Linked DNA regions of Mus musculus: region 1 is linked to region 2. A link is a contact called in public Hi-C data. All regions are on one chromosome and are shown on one strand. Each heading gives the region's core, a stretch centred on a gene start, on an enhancer-like site or on the middle of the called end of the contact. The rest is flanking DNA. Distances are from core to core; before and after follow the strand shown. Region 1 holds the start of Ipmk (inositol polyphosphate multikinase). Region 2 has its middle 9.4 kb from the start of Gm20609.

The links. Hi-C and Micro-C count contacts between places; a contact is called where the count stands out from the background.
Region 1: a contact with region 2 is called in a Hi-C map of double positive thymocytes, with 2.3 times the contacts expected there. The contact joins the promoter of Ipmk here to the enhancer-like site in region 2. A contact is called at or near these places in 8 of 39 promoter capture datasets (the 3T3-L1 cell line, 3T3-L1-derived adipocytes, the C10 cell line and 5 more), 1 of 15 datasets of contacts at CTCF or cohesin (CD8 T cells), 8 of 484 Hi-C or Micro-C datasets (CD4 T cells, LSK cells, the MNK3 cell line and 5 more), 7 of 115 datasets of contacts at active chromatin or transcription factors (the 230-238 cell line, the SCID.adh cell line, embryonic stem cells and 2 more) and 2 of 9 other capture datasets (adipose tissue and liver).

What each region holds. Positions count from the first base shown.
Region 1 is chr10:71,345,297-71,349,053 of GRCm38.p6, forward strand. It overlaps Ipmk (inositol polyphosphate multikinase), which reads left to right and starts at 2,467. Exons shown (of 6, transcript NM_027184.2): 1 at 2,467-2,794. The coding sequence starts at 2,656.
Region 2 is chr10:71,299,388-71,303,322 of GRCm38.p6, forward strand. No RefSeq gene overlaps it. Among named protein-coding and RNA genes, the nearest start is that of Gm20609, 9.4 kb to the right of the region's middle. Within about 2 kb of position 1,279, at least 7 of the 459 cell types and tissues checked have an H3K27ac peak or open chromatin away from gene starts, as enhancers often do. A contact at or near this core is called in the SCID.adh cell line and double positive thymocytes, where this site is marked.

The DNA.
Region 1 (3,757 bases), core at 1,217-3,716, 47 kb after region 2:
CCTCTGACCCTGCCACTCATGCATCCAGAAAGTCCCAGAAAGACAAAAACAAAAACAACTTGCTTCGGCTGGTGAAGCAGCTCAGCGGCTCTCTGCTTTCACAACGGTATGGTGTTTGCCCAACATGCACAACACTCTGCCTTCAATTCCCAGCATTGCCATGAATAAATAAACATAAGTAGACTGTCCACTTAGAAAAACGATTTAGAAGGCTGCAGTGGCTTAGATGCCTAGGACCAGCTTCTGCATGGAGAGGGGTTCTGAGAGAAGGGGTGCCTGGGAGCGGCGAAAACAAACGACTTGGGTCCAAGCTGGCGGCCTTGGTTCTGCTAAGATGGCTTTCCAAATTGCCCGCCCTCTTTCCCTCCTTCAGTCTGTCTCTCTCTCTTTTTCTCTCTGTGTTCTGCTCTGATGTAGACAGATTTTCTTGCTATTTTACAAATTCTGATTGAGATAGCTTTCTCTGCTAGTAAAACTAGAAGCTATCAGGAAAAACTGCTACAAAAAATTATTGGATCTTCAAACCAAGTCGGAAATTCTCTCAAGAAAATATTCTTGAAGAGCTGTTTTCGATCTCCAGAGATCTCCATACAGCTCTGCTCTCCTTAGAGGAAATTCTATTTTTTTTTTTTCTTTTGGTTTTTTGAGACAGGGTTTCTCTGTATAGCCCTGGCTGTCCTGGCACTCACTTTGTAGACCAGGCTGGCCTCGAACTCAGAAATCCGCCTGCCTCTGCCTCCCAAGTGCTGGGATTAAAGGCGTGCGCCACCACGCCCCGCTTAGAGGAAATTCTAAAGAACTGTTATTGCTGTCTGCTAGCTCAAAAGTCCTGGTTTGTTTTTTTTTTTTTTTTCATTTTTCTTTTTAAATTTACACCTCAATTCAATTATTTATTCCAGGTTCTCTTTTGATTATCCTATGAATCAGCATCCCCTGACCCCACCCCTTTGATTCTTAGGAAAACAGCAAGCACATGTTTTCTTTTAACATTGCAAAAGAATTCCGAGATCTGCCTGCTGTGTTACACACGGTTGCTAAGCTAGCTGGGTGGGATCAGCTAGCTGGGTGGATCTCCTGAAAAGACCATTTCTACCTGAGCTTGGATTTGCTGTGCCCCAGGCTGAACTTGAACTCAGGAATCTGCCTGTCTTTGTATCTTTCTGACAAGCTGGCTCATTAGTGCAGTTGTCTTTGCTCCTTTAGAGTCCTGAAGCCCCTCATAATTCATATTGCATCCTGAAGGTCCTGGGTTTACCATTTTGCTGAAACATTAGCCACACCTTTGCCTCCTGTAATACTCATGCTGTCTTAGATTATCATGGAGTCATTATCCTTAAGAGAGAGGACATTCCCTGAAGGGATGTGAAAACATGTACATTATTTATTACACAAACAAGCCTTATGCCCACAGAAGACACTGGACACTTTCCACGAAGGGCTCAGCAACATCTGGAGGCTCACACCAGGGCCCTGTACCAGCAGCAGGAACTGTGTTACTCTGTTTCCACCAGAGTTTGGCACTTAAGAGATTCAGCCTTGGGGCTGAAGAGATGGCTCAGCAGTTAGGAGCACACTGCCTGCTCTTCCGGAGGTCATGAGTTTAATTCCCAGCAACCACATAATGCTCACAGCTATCTGTAAAGGGATCCGATGCCCTCTTCTGGTGTCTGAAGACAGTGGCAGTGTACTGAGTACTCACAGACAATAAATAAATAAATAAATCTTTAAAAAAAGCATTATTAAAAAATTTTTTTAAAGGAGATTAAAAGCAATATATCTTTTGCATAGGACCTAAGTTTGATTCCCTGCGTCCTCATCGGTGTGCCCATAATGCCCGTTACTCCAGTTCCAAGAAACCCCACTCGTTTGGCTTCCCTGAGCACAATTAACAAGCTTAAGAAAAAAAAAAATGAATTAAGATGACTGTCAATGTCTAACACATAAACTTGTCATGAGTACTCTGAGGTAGTGGTCGGGCAGGGTGCCAACTGGAAGGTGTGAGAAGAGACATCTTCAGTCAGGATGCTTCTGTCTCTTTGATCTGAAAGGGCAGGGCGTTGTGGGAGGTCTGCCCCTAACCAGTCACCTCTCTGGGTTGCTCTGCTGCGGGTCTCCTAGGTCTAATGAGTTTTTCACATAGGGACTCCGGACGCCAGTTCGCTCCCTGAAGTGCTTGCTGGTAATGATGCAAGCAGGGGCATTTGAGACAAGTCCCATCCTGCGGCCTCTGAGCATGCTCAGTGCAGGTCGGCAGCGGGCTGGGACTCTAGACCCGCTCAGTTTGGCGCTGGTCTACCTTCTGGACGTGTTCCGTGGAAGGGGTGAGCAGGTCTGGTCCGGTAGCTTCTGCGCATGATCAGTGTGGAGCTGGCCCCGATCCAGTAGGGTAGCCTCTGGGCATGCTCGGCACCGCTGGGCGGGATCCTGGCGAGTAGCTGTTGCGCATGCTCAGAGTGGAGCTCGCCCGGCCGGAGCGCACAGGGGGCGGGCAGAGGCGGGGCCGCGGCGCCCTTATCCCGGGCGCGGGCGGCCGGGGTTCAGAGTGCGGGCCGCGGAGCGGGCAGCGCGGTCTCGGCATGGGTCCGCGCGCTGGGCCTGCGCGGGCGATGCCGCCCCGGTCCTCCCTGACGCCTGACGCCGAGTGTCGCCGCCCCGATGGCCGCCGAGCCCCCAGCGCTGCGCCTGCGGCCGCCGGGAAGCACCGGAGACAGCCCGCCGGTGCCGCGCCTGCTCGGAGGCTGCGTGCCGCTGTCGCATCAGGTGGCTGGCCACATGTACGGCAAGGACAAAGTGGGTGAGTGCGGCCTCGGGTCCCCTACCCCAGTCCTCTCTGTGCTCTGTCCCGGCAGTCCCCGGCCTCCGCCGTGCCTTGCTCTGGCAGTCCCCGGCCTCCGCTGTCCCCAGCCTCGGTGGTGTTGTGGGTTTAGCCGTCGCCACCCCTACAGTCACTGGTCCCCACTCTCCCCACCCCGGCATTCTCAGGCCTCCGGGTCACTGTCTTAGCTGTCCCCAGCTCTTCTGTCCCCACCCTGGCGTTCCCTGGCCTCCCATCCCGGTCACAGCTGTCTACGACTCTTCTGGTCCCCACACGGCAGTCCCCGGCCCCAGGCGTCCCGCAGCCTAGAGTCACCGGCTCCCGTTGTCCCGAGTGTCCCCTGTCCCCGGGGGTAGGAAGCCGGGCGCCCCCAGGAGCAGCCACAGGCTCCTAGTGGCGCGGAGAGGCGTGCCCCTTCGCTCCAGGGAAGGCGAGTGATGATTGGAGAAGGCGTTAGTAAAAATAAGGAACTTGGTTTTCTTTTCTGGACCGGGAAGTAAATTCTCTCTGGAGCTCAAGCTCTGTTTATTACCAGGAATAGTAATTGTTAGAGGGACCCAGATGCTTGATGCTAACCCGTCGCAGGAGGGGAATCAAAAGCAAACTGCTATATGTTTTTAAACTTGCCTTGGCTCATCCAGGATCACTCCCTGTCCCTTGAGAAGGATTCTCCAGTGTCTTTGATTGCGCTGGGAGGCGTGGTTCGGCGGTGCAGATCCTTGCCTCCTGGGTAGGCTTCACACTGGCTGTTCCCGAGAACAGTACACATATAAAATATGCATTCTTTCCTTATTCATCTTTATAGACTGTTCCCTGGCATTTGTTATGTGCTTTGTGAATTCAAGATTTGTAGAAACAGCGCAGGGTCCACTCCAGGGCAGAGACTGTAATTCAGTCCGATACTCACAGCGTTTGGGCACGGTAGTCATATGAAGTGTAGGG
Region 2 (3,935 bases), core at 29-2,528:
TAAATTCTTAGAACGGATTCTCAGATGTGGAATTTCTAGGCCAAGTGGTATACAAGTTTTAGATTTTTTTTAGAGGTAGTGTCATGAAATCCTTCAAAAAGATTGATGCATTTTTCCTTTTGAAATCTCATCTGAAATGTCATTATTTTCTTGTAAAAAGGAGAGGTGGAACTGTTAGTGCTTTGAACTGCCTCTGCAGGCTCTCCCAAGGCAGCCTTCCATGAAGGCATATGGCTCTCAGCGCAAACTGATGGAGCCTGTACTATATACAAAGGAAGGTACTGCAAGGGCTGGGTGAGTGAGGGTTAAGTGTTGGGGGTGGGTGTCCCTTTCCACATAGGACCATGGACAGAGATGAGAGCCCAATGCAGAGACATCTCAGAGGAAGATGGCTTCTCTCATTGAAAGCCTTGAGAAGTGGAGTGGAGGAAATTGTTTTTTTTAAGATTTATTTATTTTATGTATATGAGTACCCTGTAGCTGCCTTCAGACACACCAGAAGAGGGCATCGGATCCCATTGCAGATGGTTGTGAGCCACCATGTAGATGCTGCTGGGAACTGAACTCAGGACTTCTGGAAGACAGTGAATGCTCTTAACCGTGGAGCCATCCCTTCAGCCCCTGGGAGTGCAATCTTGTTTATTCTTAAACTGGGCTGTGAACCCAGCAGGTGGTCAAACTTACTGCTGCTGCCCTGTCTGTAGGAAGAGACAGAGCTCTGGCGGAGCAGAAAGGGTGTGGACCTCGTGGTAGAAGGGGTGGTAGAAGGGCTGGAAGCTTGTGGCGAGAGGGGCGGCTTAGAGGAAGGACACTGTTGAAGGAGTTTATCTCCACCTCTTTCCTGTCGTTCTCTCTCAGCGAGTTCATCATACCTGGACTGACGCTGTCTCCACATTCTTTGCTCGCTGAAGAGCTTCTGCGTGTTCTTCTCCAGGTGGCACACGCCAAGGCATCTGGGTTCTCGCCAATCCTCTTCATACCCATTCCTTTCACTGCGCCGAATCGCTGGTGCCAACTCGGACCAAGGTTACCTCATTCATGAGCTAGCATCCTGTCCCTTTACCGATTTTCCATCCAGAGAAGACACAGAGGGTGCGGCGCCCCTTGGATGCAAGAGATTTGCTTTGCTGCAATGAAGCACCCAGATCTTTCTATTACATCATGTCTTCTGAGCTTAAAAGAAAAAGAAAAAAAAATCTCCTAAAACAGTCAGGAGAGATGCCCGACAAAGGCAGAAGCCTAGAAGCTTCCTGAAGCCATAGATCAAAAGTAGGAAAGTATGTCACAGATCACATGGTCTCCGACTGTAACTGACATGAGACTCCCCAGACGACAGAAGGATGGGCTAACACAGGCAAGACCATCTGGAGGGAAGGGGAGCAGGATTCTTACTCTCCTCCTTAGAATGAGCCTGTTCACCCTTCAGTCTGGGATTCTTATCAAGGGTTGTATAAGATCAATATAACTCCCCCCTCTTTTTTTTTTTTTTTGCAGTCTTTTTTTTTTTAAGGAATGATTTGTTTATTTTATGTATTTGAGTACACTGAAGCTGTTTTCAGACACACCAGAAGAAGGCATCCGATCTCATTACAGATGGTCGTGAGCCATCATGTGGTTGCTAGTAATTGAACTCAGGACCTCTGGAAGAGCAGTCGGTGGTCTTCACTGCTGAGCCATCCCTCCAGCCCTTCTTTACATTCTTGAAGGGTCTCAGGGGTGAGGTCCATGTTGTAAGGAGCCAAGGGAGACCTTGAGCTACAAAACTGACCAGGAAGAGAGAAAAACAACAAGCCACAGGCCACGGGAACTGAAATGGATCTTCCCATAAACAGTCTTGATGGGAAATTGCAGTCTGACCCACATCTTGATTCCAGAGAGATCCTGGAATATGCCGCGCTGGATTCCTGACTGATGGAAATTATGAGCTAATGATTAAGGATATTTGACGCTGCTCTGTTTCAGGCAATACTGATGTACAACAACAAATAAGTAGCTGGCGAGGTGGCCCGAGTCTGTCCACCCCAGTGCTCAGGGGGTGAAGACAAAAGGGTGCTGTGGACTACTCAGTGAATTCAAGGGCATCCTGAAACCTGTGTCAGAAAAATAAAGCTAGGAGTGCCGCTCACTGGCAGGATGTTTTCCCAGCATGCACAGGGGCCTGGGTTCAACTCCCCACCACCAAACAAGGCTAAGGGAACTCCTCCGTTGGCTAACTGTCTGCAGTACAACCAAGAAAACCTGAGCTCAGATCCCTGTACTGCATATAAAAATATGGGTGTGGTAGAGGGTGGCTGACCCCCTTAGCACTGAGGAGGTAGAGATGGGTTCATCCATGGAGTGTGTTGGCCAATCAGATTAGCCAGCTAGTGAGCTCTGGGTTCGATGCCTCTAAACAACCAAACAAAACTAAGGTAGGCAGACTGGTGCTGGAGGGATGGCTCAATGGTTAAGACCTGGCTCTTCCAGAGAACCCAGATACAACACCCTGTACCCACATGGTGGCTCACAACTATCTGTAATTCCAGTTAGTCCCAAGGGATTGGACACATTGCCCTGGTCTCTTCAGGTACCAGGCACACACGTAGTTCACAGACATAGATGCAGGCAAACACTCATACACATGTAAATAACAAACAAAAAACAAAAAAACCCAACAACAACAACAAAAAAAAAAACTCCACCCAAAAAACCAAAACCAACCAAACAAAAATGCATCCACATATTAATAAAAATAACTAGGAAGCAGTAAAGGAAGACACTTGGTGTCAACCTTTGATTTCACAGCAATGCTTGTGCATCTGCACACATTCATGTACCTTTATATATTCACAAGAACAAACCTAACCTAAACCAAACCTAAAATGAGTTCTCCTTCCAACTCTCCTTCCAACTCTCCGTTTTCCATCCCCCCTCGCCGTCATCTTCTTTCCTTCGCTGTGTTTGCTCTTAGCTCTCCCCACCAGCTCGCCTCATCCAAAGATGCTTTCCTTCCTCAGGCATTTGTCTTTGTCTAGCACTGAGTGAGAAAAGAAACTCTAAGAAGCTCAAGGTTTGGAGTCAGAGAGAATCGAGTTTGACTCCCAATCCAACTCCGAAGCGGCTGTGTGAAACTGGCTGCGTTACTTACTTAGCTTCTTGTTTACTTGTTTGGTAGGTATAGAAAGGACCACATGCTGGATTGAGCTGGGTCAGAGCTCACAGCCTCTTTGGCACTGTGTGTGTGTGTGTGTGTGGGGGGGGGGGGGGGGCAACTGCAAACTTCTGCTGGGAGTGCCTCAAAGAAAGCTAACCTGTGAAATTTAGCTTCCAGTCTCCACAGCTCCATCTACTGGAAGGTGCCTGCTTGTCTTCTTGTTTACGGCTCCTTCGATTTCACAGCCTTACGGATCAAAGAAAAGGCACAAGCTTGAAAGATGTGTCCCACCATGCCTTGCATGGCTCTGCCTTCTAGAGCTCAAAGAGACTTTGTCTGCAGTTCACAGGATTTCCTTCTCTTAGCCGCCAGATCTCCACAGTGAACTCTGGGCTAATGCTCATCGTGAGGGTTGAGGCTAGGCTTAGAGAGAATCTGAGTGGGAGCATCATGTGTCATAATCTTATATATAGAAATGCCAGATGCCACTTAAAAGCCATTAGAATTGACAAATGAGTATACAAAGTGGCCAGATACAAAATCAAACCCAGCCACAGCAGTGGTTTTGCCGGTATTCCTGTGCAGTAATGAATCAAGAATGCAAATCGTGGGGGCTGGTGAGATGGCTCAGTGGTTAAGAGCTCTGACTACTCTTCCGGAGGTCCTGAGTTCAAATCCCAGCAACCACATGGTGGCTCACAACCACCCATAATGAGATCTGAAGACAACTACAGTGTACTTATGTATAATAAATACATAATAAATAAAATCTTTTTAAAAAATGCAAATCGTGTCAAGCAGT